Linked DNA regions of Muntiacus reevesi: region 1 is linked to region 2. The links are chromatin contacts, called in public Hi-C maps. All regions are on one chromosome and are shown on one strand. The core of a region is the stretch at or near the end of the contact, and the rest is flanking DNA. Distances in the headings are between cores, read along the strand shown. Region 1 holds the start of CFLAR (CASP8 and FADD like apoptosis regulator). Region 2 holds the start of CASP8 (caspase 8).

Region 1 (3,376 bases), core at 360-2,859, 150 kb after region 2:
GAAGGGAAATTACCCAGAACTCAGTTTATCTTATCTGAAATCTCTTACCTGAAGCAGGTCAACCCTCAGAGCCCTTAGTTTTAAATCATGTTTTGTTGGTGTCCAACAAGCTCCCTATTGGCTCTGGTCTCAATGTGTAAACAAATTTCAAATGTCAACAAACGAAAACTGTTGGAGAACTTTGGCGTCCTTGAACTTACTTCCTGTAACCTTCAACTAAAATCTTGTTCTGAATTTCAGTGGCCTTTGTTCTATCGCCTTCCACTGTTAGTATTTAAAAAAATATGCCCTGACCGGACATTCCCCAGTTCCTTTTAAGGGAAAAAGCAGAGGAGGTAGAAACAAGTTTATTTCAAGGCTCTGCAAAAAGTCTTATCAAGCAATCATTGCGAACTTCCCTCTAAGGCAAGCTGTTCTTCCAGTTTGCCAAAACACACATCACACACTGCTTTAGGAAACAGCAGCCCTAACCTACTTCACCAGGCTATTTCAAAAGAGTAAAAATTCCCGTCCTACCAGTCGCTTCCGCGGAGTCACATACTACCGCACAGAATGTCCCAGTTCTCATCAACTTTTTCCAAGGAAGGCTGCCAAACTTTTCATCAGGTCACTCCCGGAAAGGAGAAACCCTCGGGATGTCCTTAAGCAAAGTTTACAAGACCCTGGGGATCTGCCACCAAAGTTGCGGTTCTGCGGCTTCATTGCTGGGCGAGTCTCTGGGTCTGGGCGATCCCGCGCCCAGACGGTACCTGGGATCCTGGGAGACTCAGAGAATTGGGCTCCAGAGATCTGGGGGCGCGGGGCGCTCCCGCCGGTCTGGGGCCCAGGGGGCAAAGCGAAGACAACAGATCTATGCGGGGAAGGAGAGGGCGGGAGGAACCGAGAGAGGGGCATTGCCGTCTGTACCCTGCGATGTGCCGTCTGCTGCATGGCACCGGAGCTCGGCCCCACGCTCTGCCAGGCCCTAGAGGGCTGGGATGGGGGCCTGGAGGGTGGGGGGAGGCTCGAGAGGGAGCGGATGCGCTATTGATTCTCGGCTCTTCCGCAGAACCCAACACAGCATTGTAAAGCAATTGTCCTCCAATTAAAAACTTAAAAATTCATGAATATAATATATATATATGTATGTATCTCTACAGGACTGAGTCACCGCTATAAGTCCCACCCCGCCCCTGCCCCCGGCCCCACGCCCCCGCCCAGGCGCAGGGCCAGGAAGCGCCCGTCCGAGGGAGCTCGGGAGGCAGCGTGGGAGGGTCGGGGGTGGGGTGGGGGGCGCACCTACCGTCCGGCATGCGGCGAGGCGCTCCTCTGGCGGCAGCCCAGACTTAACTCCGACGCCTGAAACTCCGCAGGCAAGATGGAGAAAAAGAAACCAAAAGTCTGAAAGCAAACGTGGCTTTCCTATCCAGCCCGCAAGCGCTCTGGCCTTCCCCTCTCTGGACGCGTCTCTCATCCTATAAAAACGTTTCACTTTATAGAGTCCGATGGTCCGACATGCACTGTGTTAGACCCAGAGACCCCACTCACCCGCCCTTCCAGTAGAGCCGGTGCCAGGCCGCAGCCCCGCTGTCGGCTATTTCCTGTTTTTACTTCCCTTCGTGTTTGCTATGAACTCTGGGCGGTTGCTTACCAAGCAGTTCTAGCTGTCTCTAGCAACAATCACTAGTAGTTTTGTTACTGATGTACTGGAAAAGAATAAATAGCAAATGTAAAAGCGCTATATGCATTATTCCTCACAACTACTTTCTTCTGATTTTTTTAAGTTTCTGAACTTTTTCTTGAAATATATTTAAACGTACAGGAAAGTTGCAAAAATAACTGGAAATGGAAATATTCCATTTCCCAGAGCCCTGCTTGAATTTCTATAATACCAGATAAACCTCTATAAACCTCAAAAGAGGTTTAGCAAAATTTAAGGGGTGGGGGTTGGAGGTGGGAGGGGATAAACTTCACTAAAGTGATCCAGTTAGCCACTAAATAAATAAGCATGCACGCAACAATAAAAGAGGCTGGTGAGGCTGGTGAGTGAGGAGGAAACAAGTACCCAGAGTTGCTATATTATCTAAAATGTCCCATTTTCTGTACACCTTTCTATATTTAAAACGTATAACCAGCAAGGACTTATTGTATAGCCCGTGGATCAAAGTTATGTGGCAGTCTGGATGGGAGGGGAGTTCGGGGGAGAATGGATACATGTATATATGTACGCCTGTGTCCCTTTGCTGTTCAACTGAAACTATCACAAAACTGTTAATTGGCTATATCCCCATAGAAAATAAACTTAAAAAATTTTAAATACAAAATAAAATATCCAGTTTCTAACAAAAAATTATGAGGCATGCAAGGAAACAGGAAAGTATGACCCAAACATTGGGAAAATAGGCAATAGAAACTGCCTTTGAGAGCAACAGGATGTCGAATTTATCAGAAAAATAATTCGAAGTAACTATTATAAGCATGTTCACAAAACTAAAGAAAAGCATGATTAAAGTATGACAATAATGTCATACCAAATAAAAATATCAATAAAGATATATTCAGCCCCTGGATCTGGGATATGACTCTGTAATTATAGAAATGAACCAAACAGAAATTTCTGAATTTGGAAAGTGCAATAACTAAAATAACTTTATTAGAGGCTTAACAGGAAACTCAAACTGGCAGAAGAAAGAATAAGCTACCTTGAAGACAGACAGAGATTATGTTCCCAAGAACAGAGGAAAATAAAAAGCTCCTCAGAGAAATGTGGACATCATTAAGCACACGTGCATAGTAGGAGTACTAGAAGGAGAGGGGAGTGAAGAAGGAACAGAAAAAATATTCAAAGAAATAATGGCTAAAAACTTTCAAATTTTTTGAAAAACTATCTCACATATCTAGGAAACTCAATAAATTCCAAATGGGATGAATGCAAGAGATCTACAAACACAACATAGCAAAAATGCTGAAAGTCAAAGGAAGAAATCTTGAAATCGGCAAGAGAAAAATGACTCATGACTTACAAGTTAATGCCAGTAAGATCAATAACTGACTTTTAAGGAAAAACAAGAGAAACCAGAAGGCAATATCATAACCTATTCAAAGTGCTCCAAGAAACAATCTTATGAAAGTAAGTCGGTGAAATAAGGTGAAATGGTTTCCCAAACAAACAAAAACTGAGAGAATTTTTGCTAGTAGATGTGTCTTACAAGAAATACTAAAGGATGAAAACAAGTAATAAGTTGAAAGCTATAATCCCAGATGGTAATTCAAATTTATACCAAAAGAAAAATAAAACATCAGAAAAGGCAATTGTATAATTAGAAGAGACAGTATAAATGAATTTTTATTAAAAAAAATATAATGGATGATTGTGCCTATAACATAAAATTAATAT
Region 2 (3,801 bases), core at 141-2,640:
AATATTAAGCAGGGGTTACAAAGCGGGACCAGACAAAACACACAGAACTTAAAGTACAGAGTGCTTACTTGCAAAAAAAAAATAAAAAGTCAAAAACAGAACAAGTAAAATACAATATGAATAATACTAATATGTAACATGTAATAATAATTGCTAACACTTACTGGGTACAGAGCAACACCAGTCACTAAGTGGCTAAAGCTGTTACTATCAAGTAAATCCTCACAGCGACCTGGTGAGGGAGTGTTAATCCCACTAATGATGAGGAAACAGAGGTACAGAGAAATTACTTTCTTGCTCTGGTCACACAGTTTAAGACATAGTGTACACACACAAAGCAATGGTACATTTCACAAAGATACAGAACAATTAAGGATATGTATCATAAAATGTAGAGAGTTGTCTTTGGGAGCCAGACTTCCCAGGTGGCTTAGTGGGAAAGAATCCAAATGTCAACTCAGGAGACGCAGGTTCGATCCCTGGATTGGTAAGATCCCCTGGAGTTGGGAGTGGCAACCCATTTCAATATGCTTGCCTGGAAAATCCCATGGACAGAGGAGCCCGGTGGGTACAGTTTCTAGGGTTGCAAAGAGTCGGACATGACTGAGCGACTAGCAAACACGCACAGTTTGGGAGTCAGCGAGGAGGGTAGGAGACAGGTTGGGAGTGGGGAGATCCAAGAAAATGGGTAAAGCAAGGCAGGGTGGTGGTGGGGCCTGTGGGTCCCCAAGACCAAGGGCTTATAGGGTATCAGGACCTGATTGAGTGATCAGCTCAACCCTTTGCCCCAGGACAAGTGATAAAGAAAATAAACAGAAGAAGGTAAATAAAGTCTTGTGGAAATCTAAAGTAAACCAGCAGGAGACAGGCAGCGGAGGAACTGGAGAGTCCTCAGATTAAAGAGAAGCAAAGCCAGGGGCTGTGGTTCAGAAAGGAACCCACTCAGAACCTGGCACCCTGGCAGGACTCGGAGGTAACATCCCCCGGGAAGTCCTCGAGTGAGAAAGGCGGCATCCAGAAGCCAGCTGGGCACCAGGAACTCACCTACTCCTCACGGTCCTGGCAGCATCCCAGCCACCAGACTCCCAACGACAAGACCCCGCACTGCCTAGCTTCACACGTCGTCGAGTTACTGAGGCCGGTTCTTATAACCCAGCTGGAGAAAAAGCCCTGGAAATGAGGCAAGCGGGAGGGGGAGACTGGAGGTGGGGTTGGAAACGCCTCCAGGAAGAAGTTTACTTTTACTTTCGATGCCTCCCCCAGGCTTGTCTGCCTGTCCCTTGAAGACTCGCTTCCTGGTTCTCTCCTCTCTGCGTTCAGAATTTGTTACCAAATTCTGCAGGGCTTTAAAAAATCTTGAGATAAAAGAAAGAGAACCTGTGAAACCATTGCCTTCCGGCAGAAGGGCAAACTCTGGTCTTCAGGAAGAGAGAAAGAAAATTCCTGAACAGAGAGAACTAGCAAATAAACTTGATTTTGAAAGCTGGAAAACCGAGGTGGCTCACTTGAACAGAAAATATTTCCTATTTAAAGGAACCGATGCCCAATTTCCCTACATTCAGGGGTGACCACAGACAATGTGTCAACATGCAAAGTAAAAACCAGGAAGCTGGACGTGTTTTTTAAAAAGCATTTTTACTCACTACATTTAGTGTTTATCAGCTCTCTAATTTTTAAAGACAGATTTGAGACTGCCTGTGGCCAGTAAAATATCATTCTCCCTTGAAAGGGGTCTGCGGAGAAAAATGCTTCCTCTGTTCTGTGGCCTGAATCTTAGCACTGCAGTCGTGGACAAACTTCCCGGATCATCTGGCAAGAGCTCCTCCTGGGTCCAAACAGATCTCTAGCTGAGTTGTGGGGAAATTCAGCACCAAAAGGGGGTGGGGTCCTGCCCAGCCCTAAGTGGGGGTAAGCATCGTTGTCCAGTACCGAGCCCCCGGACGGGTGGGGGGTGTTGGGGGGAGGGGACAGTGATGTGAAGACCTCTCCTCTGGCAGTCTGAATCTCCCCAGCTTTTCTTCATCCTCCACCCTCTCCCCACCCTCTGCCTCTGTGTCCTGTTTGAATTTTCTAAAGAGTTTTCTGCCTTTTTGTCTTCACATCTTGTAGATTTTAAAACTACAACACCAACAATAGTGCAATACCTGTACGTTGTACCCTTCCATCAATTATCTCTCATTATCCCAACAATGTAGAGGATCCCCCATGTCATGGAGGAGGAAACAGAGGCTCAAATGAACATACAAATTCGAACTCAGTCCAGCTGGATCCAAAACAAGGGTTTTTCCACCATACCACACTGTTCCCTTCCCCAAAGTTTAGGATTTGAAATGAACCATGTGAATGGAAGAATGCTAAATTTGAATTGACATGATGACCTATCGCAGAGGTCAGAAGGTCACCTGAGGAAAAGGAGTCAGCCTACAGGCACCAGCTAACATTATAAAGGTTTTGCGTGTGCCTCTTGTATAACCACCCGAACTGGTTCATTCCACCTTCTGAGTATTCGCAGAAGTGGATGCTATTTCTGCTCTCATTTGAGCAAGGAAGCTGAGGTTTGGAGAGGTGAAGGACTTAGACAAGTATCTTCGGCTAGTGAGTGGCAGGATGAGGTTTGTGTGTCTCTCTAAAACCCTGAGAGATTAATCAGTGTCTGAACATTAGTACACACCCATGGTTCTCAACTTGATTGATCTGAGGGTTAACTGAGTAGGTTTCTAAATTGCCAGTCTTCAGGCCCCAGCTCTGAAATTCCTATCTGAGCAGAATTACAGGAGGTAAAACAGATTGAGCACTTAAAGGAATGCCTGGACCTCCCGCAGTTTTCAGTAAATAATCAGTACCACTGTTACGTAAGCTCACATCTGTATGATGGCTACGAATTACCAGACATATAGTGCAGTTGAGGAAACAAAGTTCAGTGTCAATCAACTGACAAACTTCAAGGCCAGCACATGATCCCAAGATTGTCACACTTGGGCGTTTACACCCATCCCCCAATCCCTTGGAAAAAATGGATGAGCCACTGCAGGCATCTACGGAGCCATACTGAAGATGAGTTGGGGAGGTTCAGGGCTTCAGCCTGTCATTTGTAAGGCACTGATCCTATGCTCTCTTAGTCTTAAATATGTTTTTAAAAGGAAAACCTTTAAGGACTTCCCTTGCAGTCCTGTGGATAAGACTTCCTGCTTCGAATGTAGGAGGCACGGGTTTGATCCATGTCAGAGAACTAAGATCCCACATGCCTTGGAACATGGTCAGAAAAACTAAAATAAAATATTTTTTAAAAAGATCAAAGAAGACTAATAATTAACAAGTAAATTGTAACCCTCAAGTTGGTTAAATTCCTTTTGTGATCTTCTAGGATCGGTATTAATTTACTTGCTCTAACCAGGTTCTTAAAACTCAACATTCAGAAAACTAAGATCGAGGGTGGGATGTTTCGAAAGAACAGCATGTATATTATCTATGGTGAAACAGATCACCAGCCCAGGTGGGATGCATGAGTCAAGTGCTCGGGCCTGGTGCACTGGGAAGACCCAGAGGAATCGGGTGGAGAGGGAGGTGGGAGGGGGGATCGGGATGGGGAATACGTGTAATTCTATGGCTGATTCATATCAATGTATGACAAAACCCACTGAAAAAAAAAAAGAAAACTAAGATCATAGTGGCTGTACTAGTTTGCATTCCCACCAACAGTGTAAGAGGGTTCCCTTTTCTCCACACCCTCTCCAGCATTTATTGTTTGTAGACTTTTTGATAGCAGCCATTCTGACTGGCGTGTAATGGTACCTCACTGTG

What was found. Hi-C and Micro-C count contacts between places; a contact is called where the count stands out from the background.
Region 1: a contact with region 2 is called in a Hi-C map of blood, with 2.8 times the contacts expected there. The contact joins the promoter of CFLAR here to the promoter of CASP8 in region 2. A contact is called at or near these places in 2 of 3 Hi-C or Micro-C datasets (blood and muscle).

What each region holds. Positions count from the first base shown.
Region 1 is chr3:146,145,831-146,149,206 of mMunRee1.1, forward strand. It overlaps CFLAR (CASP8 and FADD like apoptosis regulator), which reads right to left and starts at 1,610. Exons shown (of 10, transcript XM_065930835.1): 1 at 1,528-1,610.
Region 2 is chr3:145,992,526-145,996,326 of mMunRee1.1, forward strand. CASP8 (caspase 8) reads right to left here and starts at 1,391. Exons shown (of 9, transcript XM_065930832.1): 1 at 1,045-1,391.